Regions from separate parts of the Mus musculus genome. Here region 2 is linked to region 1. Evidence: chromatin contacts called from public Hi-C data. All regions are on one chromosome and are shown on one strand. Each heading gives the region's core, a stretch centred on a gene start, on an enhancer-like site or on the middle of the called end of the contact. The rest is flanking DNA. Distances are from core to core; before and after follow the strand shown.

Region 1 (6,274 bases), core at 1,455-3,954:
TTCTATCTCCCAGCCTCCAGATTAGGATCACTGGTGAGCCTTCCTCTGCATCAGCTCTTGAGTCCAGATTCCTGCCTTGTTTGAGTTCGTCCCCTAACTTCCTTCAGTGATGAACAGTGATATGGAAGTGTAAGCCAAATAGGCCCCTTCCTTCTCAACCTGATCTTGACAATGATGTTTTATCCTAACTAGGATATTAGTGTAATGATGCTTCCACAGCATCAGAATATTGCCACACAAACACCAATCCTTCTTTTCTCTTTGCTACCATAGATAGCATTCCACCCTGATTCAGCTTCATCTTGTTCATCTCTACATGTCCACAGTTAACAATGGTCCAAAATTAAGCAATTCATAAATTTCAAAGAACTTATAGCATATTATTACAACTGCTCTATTATTTATTGTCATAAATTACATTCTGTCATGGATACATAGGAAAACGAAGGTGTGAATAGAGCTTACTGACACTGGTGGTTTTAGACATCCGCTGAAGGTCTTGGAATTTATTCCCTGTGGACACGAGGGGACCATTACACCTAACTCCCTTCTTATAATCAGGTTATCTCCTGGGTCCTGGAATGGACCATGCCAGAGATCCAGAACCTTGGTGCCTATTCTGGTGTTCTTGGGTGAGGGGTAAGCATCTAAATCAATTACCACAAGATGTCCTCAAGAAGGAGGGAACACCTAAGAAAGAAAGGATACAAAATAAATAAACAAATAGGTAGGTAGCTAGGTAGGTAGATAGATAGATAGATAGATAGATAGATAGATAGATAGATAGATAGATAGATAGATAGATAGATAGATAGATAGAGCAAGCAGTCAAAAGGATTATAGCAGACACACCTTCTCTTAATCCTGGAAATCTCTGAGCATCTTTTATAAAATGAAGTTGATTGTGTCCAGCTCAGAGTTGAGGAACATCTAATGAGAGTAAGCATGTGGTCCAGGATACCAGAGACCTTTAATGAGCTTCTACTTTTTCCTTCTCAAAAGACTTCCAGATGTGTGTGTGTGTGTGTGTGTGTGTGTGTGTGTGTACATAGTCTAAAAAGTTCACATCCCAGCCCATGGCTCAGGAAGTCACAGGCTCTATGTGAGAAGATACTACTGTTGTCTTGCTAAATGAACACATCCATCCTCAAGCTCTCTTACAAAAAATATTTGTGTTTTTAACCTCACATTAGCTCTGCTCTCGACCTTGGCTTTAGAGTCTTCTCTCTGAAGTGGCCGGCAGTTTATGTGGAAGCCATAGCTGATCAGAATACTTCAAAGAAGTGTCTAGTGAGTGTTCCATCCTAAGTGGCAACATCGAGGAGGAGGGGTGGAGAGAGCAGAGAGAAGGGCCGTGGAATGCTGTCTTCTGGGCAGCACATGGCATTGCAGTCATGAATTCATAGAAGCTCTGGTTGGTTACCTGCGCAGGACACAGTCAACAGTATCAGTCAACATCCCATCAGGCAGGACTGATTGTCCTCAGTGATTCACAGAGGCAGCAATAGAGGAGGAGGAAGAGAGATGGAGAGGGAGGGGTTCCTATGGGTTCCTGAGAGGATCAGGAAGTGTGAGTTAGGGATGAATATGATCAAAATACAGTGTTTACATGTATGAAGTTGTAAAAGAAAAAAATATTCTCTCTTTTTCTCTCTCTTTTTTTTTTCATACAGGCTCTCACTGTGTATCTCTGGCTGAACTGGAACTCACTATGTAGATGACCAGGCTGGATCCAGCTCCCAGATCCACCTACTTTTGTACCCTAAGTGTTGGGACTAAAGTTGGGCACCATTGCACTTAGCAGATTATACTATTTTTTTAAGTTCACATCCCTTTCCTGAATGAACAGCTAAGTGTTAAATTAAGATCGAGGGGGCTCTCAAGAAGATGAGTTGCAACAGGGGGCAGTCTGTCCTTGCAGCAGTTGCTCCCACACAGTAGCCCCTGCACCCACTCAGCCAATAGAGACTCTGAGAGCCATGCAACAGCTCTACCAAACGATGGACAGTGTGTATGTGGCTGTCATTCCACCCACCTCAGCAACCAATGCATGTCTCAAATGGGACAGTCATGACAGGGATGCACTGTCACTGACAGACTGACAGCTTTCTCTTTCATTTCTTCTCCCTTCTTTTGGAGAATAAGATATCGCCTAACATGATCCTTGGTTTCTAGGTTACCCCCAAGTTTGGACATGATTGGTTTAAGGACCAAGCTAGTCAATCACTTCAGACACTACCCAAAATATCAGTCATTGGGAAGAAGCCACCATGAGATGGCACAGGAAACTACCAGGCAGGGTACGCAAACAGACAGTGTAGCCTCATAAGCTAGGTGCCTCCAAAAGTTTGACTTGTGCCCGTTGTGGATCCACCTTCAGGGCAGTGGAACCTGGGTCAGTTTTCTGTACCACCTGTGTGATACTGAGCACTGGCTCAGCTTTCAATGGCCATTTTAATCTGATCAAAACAGAAACCTGGGGTCTGGGTTTGGATGAAATCACAGTGTTTTGGTTCCTAACAAGCAGTGAGCTTACAGGAGGAACCCTGTCTTTTTCTTTTCCTCCCTTGTGGTATTTTCTTTGTTTGGATTTTCCATGGAGTTTCCTCTCTTAACATTAGATCTTTGGGTTTCTATGGCTCTACACCGATTTCCTCTTTGTCACTAAGCCTTCTTCCTACTCTTCCCTTGGCCTCCGCTTCGTCCACATGACTCCTTCTTCCTCTATTTCCTCCTCTCCGTTTCCCTTCTAATTCCTTGAACATGCCTGCCCCTACTGAGAAGTGAAAACCCTGTCAGGGAGAGAAAGTGGAGTTTGTGGGCTTAAAGCAAAAACACTCGTGTCCGGTCTGGACAGGAAGCCAGGACTTGTCTCTGAGTATCCATGGGCTTCAGATACACAGTGAGCTGTGGTTTCCCCACCCCTGGCAAGAACAGGAATGTTAATGGCAAGAAATCGAGTATGACACTGTGTATATAACTGCTCTATCAAGAAAGACCTAGGCTTGATTCCCAACACAACTATGGTGGCTCACAACCTTAACTCCAGCCATAGGGGACCTGATGAACTCTTCTGGCCTTTGGAGGCACCAGGTGTGCACATTGTACACAGACAAAATACCCCTATAACAGATAGAAAGATTAGAAAGCATCAGTGGGGGGGGGGCAGAAGGCTAGCTCACTGGGTAAAAGCTTGCCACCCAAGTCTGACTACCTGCTTTTCACCCCCAGAATCCACATAAAAGGCAGGATGTGGCACACATCTATGACCTCGACATTCCTATGGAGAGATTGGAGGATGAGTAGGGAAAATATCTGGAAGATCATTGCCCAGCTAGTTTGGAGGAGAGAGGGCAGTAGCAGCAACAAGAGAGATCTTGCTTCGTAAAAGCAAGGTGGGAGACAAGAACCAATGTTCAAAAGTTGTCCATGCACACACACACACACACACACACACATACACACACACTTTTTTTCTCTGAAGACATAGAGGGACTTAAACTTGCCCTTCAGACCTTCTCATAAATTGGTTTATTTTTATGGGCCTGACTATCAGATAGTGAAAGACACTCATCGGTCTCTTGGTTTCATTTCAAGAAAGATGGTTGCACATTTTCTTCACCATCTGAGAAATGTGGTTACACTCACGATTTCACACACTTACTTGTGGTGGTGAATTGAATCTGTCAGTGTAGTTTCTGTGTTTAGCTGACCTATTTCATAATCCAAACATTTGATTTTTTTAAAAAAATGAAATACAGAGACATATTAGAGACATATCAGAAAAAAAGGGAGTCTGTATCACTGGTGACTCCCCAAGGAGACGTTCAAAAAGACATGGCTTCTGTAGGTGGATGCTGACAACCATGTCCACCAAATTCAGTGGGATTCTATTCTGTCACTACCTGCTTGCTGCACATGCTCCCTGCCACGAATTTTGCTGGAGGAGTCTGGGAAGGTTCTGAGGAAGAACAATACATTGTGACAATCCTTAACTAGGATAGTTTCTTACCCAGTCTACCTGTTGCCATGGGTGGAAAATACTGCAAAACTCAAGAAAAGGGTGGGGAAACTTCAGATTCCCAAGAGTATAGCTTATTTCAGACTTACGTACAGAATTTCTTCTCGGACAACAGACAGGGTGATCTCAATACTCCAAGGCAAGAAGAAAGGTTTACATACTGAGCCAGACAGGAATGGGGCTCTGTTAGTTACTTCACAAATGGGTCTGTGACAAAACACCTAATAAAAATCAACTTAAGGGAGGGAGGGTTCTTTTTGGCTCACATTTGAGAGCACATTCTGTCGTGGATGGAGGATGTGGTGTCAGGATTATGATGCAGGTGGTCACACTGCATCTGTTGCCAAGAAGTAGAGAGAGATGGGAGCTGGTCCTTGGTTCCCTTTCAAACTCTTTCTACTCCGTCCAGCATCTCTGTCTCTGAGATGGTCCTGCTTCAGTCAAACCTTTCAAGTAACACTGTCAACAAAACGCAGAGAGATGTGCTTCCATAATGATTCTAAATACAGTCAAGGTGTCCGTTAAGGCTAACATCACAAGGGCTGTGGCTAACAGAATGTGCCTATAAGATTATTACCATGTCAAAGGACCATCATTTACAGCCTGGGTGTCAGTGGCTAGAATGAAACACTGAGCTGACTATCTCAACAGTTTCATTGTACAGGGTTTAGAATCTGGACCATTTCCCAATGTGTTCCATAATTTGGGTACATTCACATTTAAATTTATTACCATTTTTTAAAGATTTATTTATTATATGTAAGTACACTGTAGCTGTCTTCAGATACCCCAGAAGAGGGCACCAGATCTCATTACGGATGGTTGTGAGCCATCATGTGGTTGCTGGGATTTGAACTCACGACCTATGGAAGAGCAGTCAGTGCTCTTAACCACTGAGCCATCTCTCCATCCCATTTGTTACCTTTTTAAATTCTAACATCTACCCTTAGAGGCTGCTCAACTTATTATTACTACTTTCTAGAAAATTAGTGGAAGAAATGGGATCTCTTAGTACATTTTCTGATATATAACAATAGGTGGGGCCTATAACATATAAAGAACAGAATTTAGTTTGTCCTCAGAAGTGAGCCTTACATCTGTATCTCAACCTGTGAATCATGGCCCGACAGGGGCCACACACCAGATATCTTGCATATCATACATTTACATTAACAGTCCTAAAAGTAGCAAAATTACAGTTATGAGGTACCAACAAAATAATTTTAGGACTTGGGGTCACCACAACACTAGGAACTGTATTTAAGAGTCACAGCATTAGGAAGGTTGGGAACCACTTCCCTAATAGAATATGATGAGATTGAGTGTAGCACCAGTCAAAGCCGGGCTTGTTCACTTCAAATGTCTCATTCTGGCTTTGGGAATGTTCCACTTGGTATCCATTTCATAAAAAGGCATTTTCACTGCCCCATCGTCATTCGTGGGACACTGAATTAATCCCATCACTCAGGTTAGGTCCTCCATGGATGCCACAGCTATAAGTTCCTCAAGATAGCAGATGCATCTTTGGAGGTCTGTAGCAAGTTGCAGGCCAGCCAGGAGCATGCAGTAAGAATGTGACTGAAAATGAATTATAAATAAATATGAATAGTTTTATTTGTAGGAAGATAGAAGAATCTTTTTAAGAGATGAATAAAGCAGAAAACATTATCTTTTTTAAAAAGTAGGGGGAGACTTTCACTAAGAATTGGGTCTCATTAGAAACGCAGATCACGACCATGGGTTCATTTACCAAAGTCATCTTTCTGTAAGAGTTAGAGATATCTTCTCCACACTGAAGGGCCTTAAGGGTTCACTAGAAAGCTGTTGCCAAGGACCCAAGAATACTCACCCAAGATTATGAGGATTCCACAATCCTCAAACTCTCCAGGTCTTCCCAAAAGTGTTCTTGATTTATAGTTTTTACCAAGAACCATAGTCTAAAGTGAAGCCATTCCAAACCTCATAACTGTACTTTCCAGGAGTGTAGAGATCCACCTGAGGACAATTGTCTTGCCTAATTAGATACTGGTGAGCCCCAAAAACAGTTTCTCCAAAACCTATGGGACACAAGTGGTGGAGTTGCCCATCGCAGTTGATGAAGTCCCCTTTTTGGGTCACTCATGTGCCTCACAGACCTGTTGCCTCTGGCCCATGGTAGAGGAGCACTACTGCAGTCCTAACAGGGCTGGGCAAGTAGTCAAAAGGCCTGGCTGAGAAAAACAACCCTCTGTAAACTAATATAGAAGCCAGAAC
Region 2 (6,274 bases), core at 2,228-4,727, 65 kb after region 1:
AATTATGTTTTGAAACAAACAAGAGTAATTCTAATTTCACTAGGTAAGAAATTATTAGCTCCTAACTCTTCATTGACAAATATACACACAAAAAAGCAAATCCACGAGTTTGTATTTAACCCATGGTTCACAAAAAGAAAGCATTTTTACTTCTAAATAGTAGAAAAATCACTCAAAATAGAAAAATCCACATTGTGATTTTATATTTCCAATTACAAATTGAAATTATCATTAAGCTTTATAATTTAAACTCAACGCTATAATTTTAAGGTTGATTTTCAGTGTGTGTGTGTTTGTGTAAATATATGCAATATGTGTGCAGTGCTCACAGAGGCCAGAAGAGGAAATTGGGTATCCTGGAGCTCCGGTTACAGGCACTTGTGAGGCACCTGATGTGAGTGCTGGGAATTGAACTCTCGTCCACTGAAGGAACAGTATGGGCTGCTAACAATAAACCCATCTCTCCAGCACTTATAACGACCTTTATAACAAACAAATAGATAAATACCAGCAGACATTAATTAATGTAAGTTGGGAAATAATGTACTTGGAAATGTACACAGAAAATAAAATGAGCAATTCTCAAGAAGAAATCCCCTACATATATGTCTTAGTCTCTTTCAGGCTGATGACACAGAATGCCGCAGGCTAGGTTCATAATAAACCGGAATTTGTCTCATGAAGATTTCAAAGTCCAAAATCAAAGAGCTCCATCTGGCAAGGACCCTCTTGCTGTATCATAACTCAGTGGAAGGCATAACCATCACCTGGTTGGGAAGCCAGACAGGGCTGGACTGGCTTTTTTATGTATTTATGTACTTATAGATTTATGTATTTGTTTATGAACTGGTTTTTATGATAAACCCAATCCATCAATAAAAGCATTAGTCAATCCATGAAGGTAGCGACTTCTTGAGATCAGCTCTCCTCTCACAGGTTCTTGCTCTGAGCCCTGTAGCTTTTGCCATTTCGTTTTCAAGGCACGGGCTTTAGCAGACATGTTGGAACCATAGCAAGATAGCGAAAGTGTCATCAGTTGCATGTACCAGGGTATGAGAACAATTTGACTTTTGACATGATGGCCAAGAAAAGCGCCTGAAAAGCAAGGGTACAGTTTATTGCAGAAGGTCAAGCCAGTGCCTTCTCCATTGAGAAACGTTTCCTGTGATCTGTCTTATTGGGCTCATTTAATGGTACAGACATTAGAACGAAGGGCCTCCACCATGCTAGTCCAGAGCATTATCTACCACTGAGCTATGCCAGCTCTTCCAGTCACCCTGTTTCCTGGTACAGGGAACAAGCTGTCTTACATGTTTGTTTCTTATCCACACAGGCAACTTCTTACCCCTATTCAGTCCTCTGTTGCCTAAAGGAATGGCTCAGTCAGAGTAAAGCAGAGAACAGAATGTCTGATTATTGGCTTTTGAGTCTCAGAAGCAAGGCAGTGAATTTAAGAAGATATTATGGTTCAAACCAAGCTTCCTGGTCTTCTTCAACCAATGAAGTTAAATTCTTCTGTACTGAATGACTGCAAATACAGGAGAGGAAAGTAAGCCTGTCAGGGCAGCCTGAAAGAATTCTGTTAGTCAGTGTTGTGACTTGACTATAAAACACACCCAAAGGCTCATGTGTCCCAATAGGTGATTCCAACTGGTGGTACTTTGGGAAGACTGTAGAAACTTTAGGAGGTAGAGCCTTGTTGGAGGAAGTAGTTCACTAGGGGTGGGACTTACGGCTTTGTAGCCCTGCTCCACTTCCGGTTCAATCTGTACTTCCCACTTGCAGAGGCAATGTGACCAGCCAGGCTTCAGTTCCCGCCATTATCTTCCCATACCTGCTGCCTCATCTTTTTCCCACCATGTTAAATTCTATTCCTTTGGAGCTGTAAGCCAAATAAACCCTTTCTTCCTTAGGTTTATTTATCACATCAACAAGGAAACCTCAACGATAGTCAGCCTTCGACTGTGGCAAATGCCAAAGATAATTTTAAGACAAAAGGATTATCTTGGCTCATAATTTTCGTTGATTTCTGCCCATGATTGGTTGACCTGGTTGCTTTTGAGTCTGCGATGAGGGGAAATAGCTTGATGGCAGCGCATAGCAAACTCTCCACATTATGTCAAAGAGCAAACTCATCATCTCCTTTGGAGGATACACTCTAAATGACCAAAAGTCTCACACTAGACCCCACACCTTGGGTGCTAGAGAGATGGCTCAGGGGTTAAGAGCACTGATTATTCTTCCAGAGGACCTGGGTTCAAATCCCAGCACCCACATGACAGCTCACATATGTCTGTAACTCCAGGATCTGACATTCTCACACAGAAATACAGGCAAAACACCAATACACATAGACCCCACACCTTAAGCTTTCCATCTCCCCGTGGTGTCACTCTGGGGAACAAACCTTTAGCACTTGAGTTTTTAGGGGACAGTTGGATCCAAACTGTAGCAAATCTCTATCATAATAGGGCAAATGGAGCTGTGCAGTTGTCCACCAGGTAAAGTGCCTTTTGTGTAAGCATGAAGACCTATTCAAAACTGACATAATGCCATGTAACTCAGGTACTGACTGAACAGAGATGGGTAGCTCCTGAAACTCACTGGCCAACCTAGCCATGTCAATAAGCTGTAGCTGCAATGGGCACTCCTGCCTCACCGTGAAGCAGTCACTATGAAGCAGTCACTGAAGTTAGAGCAGCGACGAGAGTTGCTTTCAGTCTCCATTGGATAAGCTTTGTTTTGTAAAGAATGTTGATTAATGCAGAGGGTTATGGTTGCTCAGAGTGCTGAGAATAAGTGCACAGCCCTAAACAAGACGACTGTAGTATCCCCTCTAAGGGTCGGCCTTATGAGTCAGAATATCCAAGTAAACTAGGCTTGGACTTTTAAGCTTAGAAAATTCGGGGTAATAAACATGTGGTATTTAAACCATAAGTGTGTGGTGTGATGGCTAGTTTTATGTCTACTTGACAATAGCTCGACATTTGAGAGGAGGAAACCTCACTTAGGAAAATGCCTTCATAAGAGCTGGCTGTAGGCAGGCAAGCTGGTAGGACATTTTCCTTATTAGGGATTGATGGGGGAATCCTATTGTCAGAGGGTCCACTCCTGGCATGGTGGTCCTCTATGGCCTCTATGGCCTCTGTGCCAGCTCCTGCTTCCAGGTTCCTGCCCAATTTGAGTTTCTGTCTTGGTTTCCTTCAATAGACTGTAACTTGGGATATTATAAGCCAAATAAACTCTTTCCTCCCTAAGTTACTTTTGATCATGGGGTTTTATCACAGCAATAGTAACATTAACTAAGACATTTGGGAATAGAAATGTGTAAGGATGTTAAGATCTTGACATTTATGCATGGAATACCCTGGTGACTTCATTCCAAAGCCCATGTTTCCCAGGGATATACCGTTCCCTCCTGTTCACAAATAGTACTTTCACGGTTGCTTTTGGTCCCAGCTGAACTCTAACACACAGCTCAGCTGAGTTCCCCAGATCAGTCATACAAAAGGAGTTTCTCTGGCTTGAATCACACAGCAGAATATTGGGGGGGGGGAGAGACAGGGTTTCTCTGTATAGCTCTGGCTGTCCTGGGACTCATTTTGTAGACCAGGCTGGCCTCGAACTCAGAAATCCGCCTGCCTCTGCCTCCTGAGTGCTGGGATTAAAGGCATGCGCCACCACGCCCGGCGCAGAGCATTTTTTTTTTCATGTGTATAGAGCTACTGGGAGAACAGTAACCATGTGGGTTCATCTTGGGCATATGTAAGACATGAAATGCCTAAGAGACATGTGACTCTCCCTACAATTGCTGCACACACAGAGGATGTGAGCTAGTGGTTCCCTGGTGACCTGGGTGACAGCAGGGCAACTATGTTTCACTTCCCACTTGTTGCTAGATGGCATCAGCTTTTTATTTCATGCAACAGCCAACATTATTTTTTATTAATCATTTTATTCATTTACATTTCAAATGATATTCCATTTCCTGGTTACCCCTCCACAAAGCCCCCATCTCATCCCTCCTCTCACACCTCCCCTTTGCCTCTATGTGGGTGCTCTTCCACTCAAAGGAAAGACAGGGACAAAAAAAAAAAAAATGGAGCAGAAATTGAAGGAAATGTTATCCAGAGACTTAAGGATCCATCCCATCTGCAGACACCAAGCACCAACACTATTGCAGATGCTAAGAAGTGCTTGCTGACAGGACCCTAGTGTGGCTGTTCCCTGAGAGGTTCTACCAGCACCTGACCAATATAGATGCAGATACTCACAGGCAGTCAACCATAGGACTGAGCCCAGGGACCCCAATGGAAGAGCTAGGGGAAGGACTGAAGGAGCTGAAGGGGATTGCAACCCCATAGGAAGAACAATATCAACTAACCTGACCACCCAGAGCTCCTAGGGACGAAACCACCAACCAAAGAGTATACAAGGAGGGATCCATGGCTCCAGATACATATGTAGCAGAGGATAGCCTTATATGACATCAGCGGGAGGGGAGAGAGACTTGATGCCACAGCATAGGGGGATGCTAGAGTGGTGAGGCAGGAGTGTCATCAGTTTTAACACCTCCCATTGTCCTAGGAACCAGAATGGAGGACAGTCATGTAGTCTCCAGCTCCTAGAACTCTAGGAGCATCCCTGTAAGAGAAATGTTGGGCCATTTAGATACGGCACTGTGCATGCCTACACTCCTTTTACAAAGGCATTTTAAATGATGTGAATCGATTTACTATAACACTAAGAGCAGAAGGTCTTTAAGGTCTGGATGAAAGCACCCACCATGCATTACAGAGCTCTGAGAACGCAGCGGTACATCCAACACCAATACCCGGAATTTGGAATTTTCTTCTTTTATAATAAGCCGTCATGAAAATATTTTTATCATTTCAAGACATCTCCCTGAGAGGGTAAATTGAAAAATCAAGGAGTATAATATCAACTAACCAGACCACCCAGAGCTCCTGGGGACTAAACCACCAACCAAAGAGTATACAAGGAGGGATCCATGGCTCCAGATACATGTATGGAACACAGGGAGTGGGAACATAACAGGGTGGACATAATGCATCAGCTGAGCTTGTCATTGCTCTCATCACAGTCGGAAGCATTTAAAGAAGTTCAGTGGTAAACACACAATAATGTGAAACTAGTGTGGCTTGTATGTCACATGGTCATGTGCTCAAAGCCAAAGACGCTTGCTGCCCAAGCTTGGTGTGTTCAGTTTGATCCCCAGAACCTACAAAAAACAGCAAGGCATAAACTAACTCCACAAAGTTTGTCTCTGGTGTCCATAATTGCATATGTGTCCAAACACATGAATCATACACACACACACACACACACACACACACCACCACCAACAACAACAGCAATAACAACAACAACAAACAATAATAAAAAACCAGGCTAATATTAATTCAGCTCACTTTGTCAAGATCTACCAAGTTTGGGACTTTGCTGTATATTTGTGGAAATACAAAGAAATAGACATAGTGTCCAACTTTGGGAGGATATTCAAGCACAGAGAGTGTGGTAGTTAATACTGACAATCTGACAGGATCTAGATTCACCTCAGAAACAAACTTCTGGACATGTCTGTGATGGATTCTCTGAATTAGGTTCATTGGGTTAATTAGGTGGCACCATTCCCTTGGCAGAGGAGAAAACACAGACTGAACGAGACCGTGCCTTGCCCTCTGCTTGCTAACACCATGGGCACAATGTGGGCAGCTGCCTCAAGCTCCTGTCACACACTTTCCTGCCATGAAGGAGCAGGTCCTCTGGAGCTGAGCACCAAAATGAACCCCTTCCTCCTGAAGTCTTTGTTCATCACAGTGATGAGCCAAGCAACCCGTGCAGCGCCACTAAGACCCATCTGATTGGTTTCTTCTACTTGCCATTTGCAGAATTTATTTAAAAGAAAATATCACAGATGCAAAGCCTAACGTGGTGTTTAGAAGTATCAGGGCTGGTGAGATGGCTCAGTGGGTAAGAGCACTGACTGCTCTTCTGAAAGTCCTAAGTTCAAATCCCAGCAACCACATGGTAGCTTATAACCACCCATAATGAGATCTGATGCCCTCTTTTGGTGCATCTGAAGACAGGTACAGTGTACTTATGAATAATAATAAATAAATCTTTTTTTAAAAAAAAGTTAAGTATCTGTATCTGAGAAAAGAATGAATGATTTAATTAAATCTCTAAGAAGCTCAGCAATCTAACACCAAATCTCATGGAGACTTTCTCACACAGTAATTATGACATATAC

What was found. Hi-C and Micro-C count contacts between places; a contact is called where the count stands out from the background.
Region 2: a contact with region 1 is called in a Hi-C map of bone marrow-derived macrophages, with 59 read pairs. The contact joins two enhancer-like sites. A contact is called at or near these places in 1 of 39 promoter capture datasets (the C10 cell line), 8 of 484 Hi-C or Micro-C datasets (the BV-2 cell line, the HPC-7 cell line, bone marrow-derived macrophages and 4 more) and 1 of 115 datasets of contacts at active chromatin or transcription factors (embryonic stem cells).

The regions. Positions count from the first base shown.
Region 1 is chr11:44,370,342-44,376,615 of GRCm38.p6, forward strand. No RefSeq gene overlaps it. Among named protein-coding and RNA genes, the nearest start is that of Il12b, 27 kb to the right of the region's middle. Within about 2 kb of position 2,705, at least 4 of the 459 cell types and tissues checked have an H3K27ac peak or open chromatin away from gene starts, as enhancers often do. A contact at or near this core is called in bone marrow-derived macrophages and macrophages, where this site is marked.
Region 2 is chr11:44,434,179-44,440,452 of GRCm38.p6, forward strand. Gm42073 (a long non-coding RNA gene) reads right to left here. Exons shown (of 3, transcript XR_879809.3): 3 at 995-1,095. Among named protein-coding and RNA genes, the nearest start is that of Gm42073, 17 kb to the right of the region's middle. Within about 2 kb of position 3,478, at least 22 of the 459 cell types and tissues checked have an H3K27ac peak or open chromatin away from gene starts, as enhancers often do. A contact at or near this core is called in bone marrow-derived macrophages and macrophages, where this site is marked.